Linked DNA regions of Hordeum vulgare: region 1 is linked to region 2. Evidence: chromatin contacts called from public Hi-C data. All regions are on one chromosome and are shown on one strand. The core of a region is the stretch at or near the end of the contact, and the rest is flanking DNA. Distances in the headings are between cores, read along the strand shown.

Region 1 (4,117 bases), core at 709-3,208, 260 kb after region 2:
CGAACCTGTTTACAGTGATCAAATCAAAACTTCAGTCAGAAAAAATGTATAAATTCATGTAGACCTTAAATCACTGTAACCACTCAATCTGAAATCTTAACAAAACAACCAGACAAATCTAGGTCCTCTCAATACTAAATATGATGATGAATACATCTTCCTCAGACTAATCAGGAATCACCGAGATCATTAGAAGAACCACATGATGATATCCAACATTTAAGTGTTCAGCTATGATACATTAGAAGAATCACATGATGATATCCAACCGAGATCATTAGGGTTTAGGGCTTCATATGAACCGAATGCACATAAGAACTTAGTCTACATGAAACTTGGAAAAAACATCACCAAAATTACAAATCCACAAAGTCATAGCACTGCAATACTTGAAATAAAGCAACAATGAAACACCTTTGGCGGAGCCATTGGATATTCTTCAGGTAAAAACAACTCAAGTTTGAATACTCCTCCTGGCAAGTAATCAAACTAACAGTTAACAAGAGAGGATACTGATTTACATGTTTGAAATAGCCAACAACATAAAGATAAGTTAGTCGTAATAACTAAGGAGCTAGGAATGCAATAATGGAGGTAAAGAGGATGCAGTAATCATCACATGACAAAATGAACCATATCAGAAGTTTGTGTTGAGAATTGAGATACTACTAGCATTACAGGGAGCATCCAGGACATTCAAGCATTTCCAGATACGGGGAAAAATTGTGACTTAATTGCAAGCCTATTTAGGAGTCAGGAGTTGGAAAGCGATACATCTCAGGACAATGGTGCTATCTATGTGATACCAGCAGAAGATACAACCCTCACATTTTCCAGATGCTTATATTTCAGGAAACAAATGATGCTTCCATGAATTTTGCAGAAACAAGAACGTTCAATAACTAACCAAAAGAATGCTACTTGCATTGCGCCGAAATTCCTATGAAGTGTGTGAAACCATGTGTGCGCGCGCACAGCGAGGTTAGACTGTATGTCATTTCCCTTAATTGTGACACACAATAAATATGGCTTCTTTGTTTCTTAATTATGGCATCACTTTTCTCTAAGAAAATTAAGCTCGAGCTATCCTTAGTCATGTCCAACAGCTACAAATCACTATAAGAATCCACATACTGCGATGAATTTTCTTAGTACAGTTGATTGGGTCCTAAAATTGGTCTACCATTTCGACAGCCAATTAGAGCATTGCATTGCCAACTCCGCAGTTAATGCCAAAGGCAACTAAAGTACAGAACAGAAGAACGGAAGGAGAATATTTGACACCTTCATACGGCGACTGCGTTGGGCCAAGGATCATGACATTGAAGTAGCGCATGTTCTCCTCCGATGGTGAAGCGCTGATCCCAGGAGCTGCAAGAACATAACAAGAACAGTGCCCGGGAACCTCAACAGACCATCCCAAGATTGTCTTTACATATTTAAGGAACAGCTAAAGTAGGGACCGACTCTTCACAGTCAGAATGCATAGGGTAGTAGAAATAACTGAAGCTTTAGTATTAATTAACCGAGATAAACAAACAAGAGATTAGAGGATCTATTGAAGCTAACTGGAGATTACTACAACTGATTCGGAGCAAAAATAGGGCAAAAACAAACTCGTAAAACAGCATCTGCTTCTGAGTAGAGGCATCACAGATCTCACCTGGCTCGCTGAGCAGCCGCTGCGTCTCCTGCAGGAAGCAACACCCACCGAAAATCACGAAAATCGCACGGAAAGGAGCGGGAAAAGTGGGAGGGGACGGAACAGGAGCGCACGGAAGGGTTATTTACCTTGATGATGCGGCGGGGGAGGTTGCTATTGGCCATGGCGGGGCTAGGGCTAGGGTTTCGTGGTCGATCGCGGCGGAGGGGAGGGGAGGGGAGGAGGAAGGGGAAGTACCAAAGGAAGCGGCGTCAGCGAACAATGATCCTTCCTGGTGTGCAGTTTGGTCCCTGTTGTTTGGGGGTTTTATGAGGCTATACTATAGTGCGGAGGGGGTTGGGACTTGGGTACTGCTCCGGATGATATGTGGGGTCGGGTCCACAAGACAGTGACACTGCATGGTACGCTATTGTAGAGAGATACTCCCTCCGTTCCTAAATACTCCATCCATTCCAAAATATAAGACATTTAGAGATTTCACTAAAAGACTACATACGGAGCAAAATGAGTGAATGTATACTCTAAAATATGTCTACATACATCCGTATGTAGTTTATAGTGCAATTTCTAAAAGGTCTTATATTTAGGAACAGAGGGAGTATAAGTCTTTCTAGAGGTTTCATTAGAGGACTACATACGGATGTATATAGACATGTTTTCAGTGTAGATTCATTCATTTTCTTCCGTATGTAGACCCTTAGTGAAATTTCTTTAAAGACTTATATTTAGGAACGGAGGGAGTAGGATTTAGATTGTTTCTCATTTGCTGCCTGGTTTTTTCTTTTGGAACTGGTTTGCTACCTAAATTTGGAGTGATGCTGATGTTTTCGCAAATGATTTTTAACGATGTCAAATCTTGACACTTGCAACCAACACTCAAACAACCAATATTGCTAGAAAAAACGATAAGATATGCAGTACATCTTCTTTCGTAGATGTTCAGCAAAGTGGTTCATCCAAAATATAGACATTCTTCAAGATGTGACTTTGACTCTAGTTCTTGATATGAATATAAAACGATGACTTTAGATTGTGAATGTTTCTCATGGAAATTTGATAATATTATTTTTATTAACGAACCTTACTAATTTTTCTATACGCTGATAGTACTAAGTTAAGAGTTTTTTTTTTGGTGAGGATACTAAATTAAAAGTTTGAGTACACTTGTTTTATTATGTTGTTTACTTTAGACTTGATGTAGCAAATTTATAAAATTATGTTTGATGCTATGCTAAATATTAGTATAATAGAAATTGAATTTGAAGAGAACATGCTTCTCCATGTTTGAAAGATGCTTTTTCATGGCTCAGCCTGAAAAATCAAGTTAGGACCAATTGTAGACTGGGTTTAAGACAGGTACAATGATGACATATGGATACATATGTTCTATAATAAAAAGTAACTTGAGGCATCTATATTGATTTTATTTTCTTTTCAATGCAAGCTATCACTAATGGGCCTCATCAAAAAATAAAAAATAAAGACTTTAATACATATGCATCTCTACTTTTCACTCTAATTTTTTCAGCTTTTTCTCTTCAAGCACCCGCCTCCTGCAAAGGATCCCGCTTCTTCATCCGAACCAATTTTTCTGACATCTGATATTACATGACATACGAGGCATCACCCTGAGGCTATGCATTGTACATGCCCTATACTCCTCTTTTCTGTGTATTGTGCATCATTTATGCATCCATGCTTTGGACGGACCATATAGTGCCATCGTATGTGTGCTAGAGCCGATGATGTGAAGCGGTGCGAGAAAGTGCAGCTGGTCAAAAGGGAGAAACGGAATGTGGGTCATTTGGATACTCACTGCATAGAAGTTACTAAATGTGTTGTACGTAACAATTATAGTTCAGGAGAAACGGAATGTGGGTCATTTTGAATCCTACTGCAAATTTTTTTTGGATAAAAATCATTGGCATTCCAACGAATGTTAGGAATGCAAAATTTTGATCCAAAAATGAAACTAATTCATAAAATGGATTGTCTGCGAAAAAAAATCATTAGCTGACCCTTTTCTGGGACACCTTTGTTTTAGGCATCACACTACACTGTGCGACGCCTAAGGCATAGGCGTCACACTATACTGTGTGGCGCCTAAGGCAAAGACGACGTACAGTGTAGTGTGACGCCTGACTATTGGTCGTCATACAAAGGGGTCAGTTGGATGAAAATTTCGTCATACAAAGGGGTCAGTTGGATGGAAATTTTTCAAACGTGGTTCAGTTTGTGAAATACTTTCGCTCCTGGATCAAATTTGTTAAATTTGCCCGAATGTTAGGCCATGTTTGGGTATATTGATTTCATTAACAAAAACAAAATATACGATCTTGGTGGCGTGACATAGGGATCCAACATCTAATCAATCAACTTCCAACAGGTAGCTCCAGCCACCAACCAACTTCCTACAGGGATGATGATCCGCCTACGTTTTTGGTTACGCATTGT
Region 2 (4,623 bases), core at 680-3,179:
AAGAAACCATCTGAGTGTAGCATTAAAAAATGAAAAAAAAAAAGGGGGTAACGGTAAAAAAAGGCCCATCTATATGAGTAGGGATGCAAGCGGGGCGGGCTAGCAGACAATACCATAGTACAAGTGCAGTGTTAGTTTTAAGTAAATGAGGAACTAATTGGTGAGTTTCGAGGGACGAAGCACGATGCTGCTTGCACCCCTATGTATGAGCAACTGAAGACAGAACAAATACACCATAACATACTAATGATTAATGAAAACATTGAACAGAAGCAGACAATGTGAACAGACCAACTCACGTGGTAATCCTGCAGCAATAACGTGCGGGTGTAAGTGCTTCTGTGCATACTCCGCAGCCAAGCGGCCACCATGCCCATCATATATTGCGAAATGTGCGCATCTGCATCAAGCTACTTACATTAGCTACATACATTGCATGCAAGTAATTAATATGAAGAGAAAGAGGGGCACCTCAAATTTCCAGGAGATCCCATGCTAGCATCAGGAAGCACTACCCAGGCATCCTCCATTGTATGCCTGCAGCCCTTGTCTTCTGCAGCATCGGCTTCAATACTAGTTAGTATCATCTCTTGCTGACTTGGAACTTTCGAGATGGTTGTGGATTTCTCATCCGAGATGCATGGGTCTAGCGGCAAGTTGCTTCCCTTTTGAGAGGTGTCTCTCTTTTCGCCATTTGCTTCTTGAGAACTAGCAGTCTCCACGTGACAATCCTTTTCAGTAGAAGTGGCAGCACCTTTTGGGCGCTTTGATTCCCAATCTTCATTGCTGGAACTGGCTTCACGCTTTTGATGAGTCATGGATATAATGAGACTAAACTCTAAAGCTTCCAATAGTGTATCGATTTCACCAATTTAAGGCACCACTGGATGAACAACACATAAATGTCAGGAAATGTTGCCTAGAAGCTAAAAACAAAGGTTTGACGGAAAAAATGGAGGGCGCTAACTGTGTAGTAGCAGAAGAAAGATATGCTTAGGCAAACTATAGCAAGGAGGCAAGCTAAACAAGAACCAGCCCACCAACTTAGTTGTGTCACGGATCTCATAAGTAGCATAGTACTTACGAGCAATAACCCTGCATATATAAAATGCCTATACAAAGATATCAGCGAAACATCAATACATGCTCACACACAGTGGCGAATCTAGGACGAATTCAGTACAAGGGCTGAAACTGGACTAAGATGGGCTGGAACTAGGCTGAGATGGGCTGGGATAGGCTGGATTTTAATTTCGGAGGGCAGGCTTCAGCCTGTTGAAGCCTGCCTAGAATCGCGGCTGCTCACACAGATAAACTAAATTGATGTATGGAAATGATAATCGATGTTCCCTCAAAGTCAAAGCTATAATTTTATTCCTGTTTTCCCCAAAAAAGAAAAGGACTGGTAACTAGGTGGTCAACCCACATCAAACAACATATTGCCCTAACTAGATTCAGACAACACAGAAACCTAGGGATTTCAATGAAGCGACTACATATCGACTGGTTCTATGGGGTAACCACACGTTAACATGACGTGATTTCGCGATGTGTACAGCCTTGCTTCCCATTATGGCTACGAGACTGGTCCTAGAATCAAAGGAGCACCTAAATCTACTAAGCAGCTACCAATAGCAGACTTTTCTTTTGGAATCGAATGGGCAACCGCAAAATATCAGCAAATCTCGAGGTGTCGCCAGTGGAGGAACCCCAACAAGTGCCGGTAAGAACAAGAACAAAACGGGTATAGCTAACCAGAACCCGGATGGTGATGACAGGTGACCTCCGGGAATGGTGGAACTTGTATCTCGGGGCCACGGGCGGGTCCGTAAGCTCGCCGATGTCGCCGGCGAGGAGCGGCGGAGGTAGCTGGGGGTCTGGCCGGTGGGGAATCGATGGGACGATAACAAGCGGTCACACGTCTCGTCTGGACTATGGGCTAGTAGAAGAAGGTCCATTGTAGCCCAACTTTAAATGGGCCACTCACAAGATATAATGAAAGTAATGGAGCAACTGTTTAGTTCAAAAGATATAAACTAAGCACAAAAAATAGGTCAGTATTGAACGTCCGCGACCGTCAGATCTGCAGAGCGCATTGTTAGATCTATCCATGCAGCAAATTTTCTTCGATGCAACAAATTGCGTTCATGATGCAGCAATTTTAGTCAACAGTTGCAACAAAAATATAATTGTAGCAAAAAAAATATTTAGATGATCGTAGCAAAAAAACCGAAGTTGATGGTGCGTACTAGCAAAACAAAATAAAGGTTGTAGCAAAACAATCCGGTGAACTCGGGTTGCAACTCTGACGAACACGTATGCAACTTTTTTAGTGAACGGTTGCAGCAAAAAATGATGCCGGTTGTAGCAAAAAATCCAACGAACTCAAGTTGCAACCAAACGTGGATGTAGCTTTTTGAATGGACAGATTGTAGCAAAAATGAAAAACGTTTGTATCAAATTCACACATGGTTGCAGCAAATCTGATGAAAAAATGTTGCATACACCTGGCCAGCTAGGCGCGCGGCCTGCGCGCGACCGGCCAACGATTCGACCGGCGCGCCGGGTGAAAGCGTTTCCCCAATGAATATTATTTATCACACGTTGAAGGATGATCATATGTTTACACTAGTAAAAGTATGAACCTTATTTCCAAACATTTATATAACGTTTTTTCAATGTTTAATACTTATTATCTTGCTGTTTTTATTTATTCACGTTGTAAAAATCTATTTCTACTATCCATACTACACCCGTATCACTATCTCTTCGTCGAACTAGTGCACCTATATAATTTACCATTGTATTGAGTGTGTTGGGAAACAGTAAATTTCTTGTATTCGATTGCAGGATTGTGTGAGAGAGATCATCTTCATCCTACATCTCCCAAGGATTGATAAACCTTAGGTCATCCATTTGAGGAAAAATTTGGGTCGCCTACAGAACTCTACGCTTGGAGGCTCAACAACACCTACAAGAATAAAATTGTGTAGTAGACATCAAGCTCTTTTCTAGCGTCGTTTGTCAGTGCTTGAAGGTATATCTTTAGATCTTGCAATTGAGTCTTTTAGTTTCTTATTTATAATTAGTTTATTTTATAAAATAAAAATACAAAAAAATGGAATTCAGGTGGCCTCAAATGCTTTGTCTTTATAATGCCTTTCGTGAAAATGATGGATCAGAAAATTGTGCCAATTTGTTAGAAGAAGAGTTCAATAAAATGTTTGGCATTAAATCATTGAATGAGGAGTGTGATAGCAATCTTGTTAGTATGAATTCTATAAATATCCATGATGCTAATGGTATGCAAAGCCACAAGCTTTGGGATGCTATGTTTTTATAAAGATGTGCCCCAAGTTTTGATGAGCAAATTTATTATGATGAAAGCGTGTCTCTATTTGTGATGATTATATTGATGAAAGTGGGTTTGGAAGAGTGTCAACTCTAGGTACTATGATTCCACTATTTTGGAGGGTGTTGAATCTCATTGGAATAATTATGAAACTTGATTTGGAGAGGTCTGGACTTTATTTAGTGATGAGTTCACTATCTTGGAAGCGGTTTCAATTGATTATGACAACAAAGTTGCTATCTATGATGATTATGATGATGACATATATGCTATAAAGAGTAATAATAACCATGAAACTTGTCATCATGATTTTAATGTTTAATTGGATTATGCCAATAAAGTATCACATGACAGTTGTTTTCTTGAGTTTGCGCCCACCATTATTATGAATGATAATATGTTTGCTTGTGTGGGTAGTAATGAAAATTCTATGCTTATGTATCATGAAAAGAATGTTGTATGTGATAGTTATATTGTTTAATTCCTTCATTGTGCTACTGAAAATTATTATGAGGGAGGAACATATGTTTGTAGGCATTGCAATAATATCAAGTTTCCTCTCTATGTGTTCAAAGTTTTGAAGTCATGCTTGTTTTGCCTTCCTATGCAAGTTGATTCTTGATACAATAAATTGTTTTCTTTTAAACTCCCTATGCATAGGAAGTGGGTTAGACTTAAATGTTCTTGTCATGTGATTCATGATTCTCTTTTGCATGTTTCAATTATTACTTTTTGTGCGAGCATCATTGAAATCATCATACTTAGCTAAAAAACATTAAAGGAACACGCTTGTTGAAAGACAACACAACACTTTTCCTTTCTATTTTTATGTGTCCACATGATCAAGCTACTGTAGTAATCATGTTGTGTGTATTTTATTTAAATAAGGTGCTAAGTAAAAGCTTTGGGATAGTGCGGATACTTGTTTGTTTGATTCTGTGCAAAAACAAAAACTTTTAGGTCCAATACATAATTTATGTGATTTTATTGGAGTGTCAAAATAATCTGATTTTTTTACAACCTTTGAATATGCAAATTCTCTGTGTTTTCCTAATTTTTCAGATTTTTCAAAGAAAGGAAAGTATGATTTAAGTTCAGATCTTTATAGACTTTTTTTGACAAATTGTGGTTTGCATGCATAGTTTTCTTGTTCTAGTGTTTACATAGCTTATATATAGTGATATAAATTATGGGCATTGTAGATATATAGTAGGTATTATGTTAGAACAATTATGAATCTTGTCTTGACAGTTTCTAAGTGAATGATCTAT

What was found. A called contact is a pair of places that touch in the nucleus more often than the background predicts.
Region 1: a Hi-C map of seedling shows a contact between it and region 2, with 4 times the contacts expected there. The contact joins the promoter of LOC123395686 here to the promoter of LOC123395473 in region 2. A contact is called at or near these places in 3 of 6 Hi-C or Micro-C datasets (leaf and seedling).

Annotation. Positions count from the first base shown.
Region 1 is chr5H:387,357,714-387,361,830 of MorexV3_pseudomolecules_assembly, forward strand. LOC123395686 (ubiquitin-conjugating enzyme E2 36-like) reads right to left here and starts at 1,959. Exons shown (of 8, transcript XM_045090719.1): 1 at 1,792-1,959; 2 at 1,664-1,691; 3 at 1,285-1,371; 4 at 415-473; 5 at 1-5. The coding sequence starts at 1,827.
Region 2 is chr5H:387,096,191-387,100,813 of MorexV3_pseudomolecules_assembly, forward strand. It overlaps LOC123395473 (probable protein phosphatase 2C 67), which reads right to left and starts at 1,930. Exons shown (of 11, transcript XM_045090479.1): 1 at 1,762-1,930; 2 at 472-883; 3 at 292-400. The coding sequence starts at 818.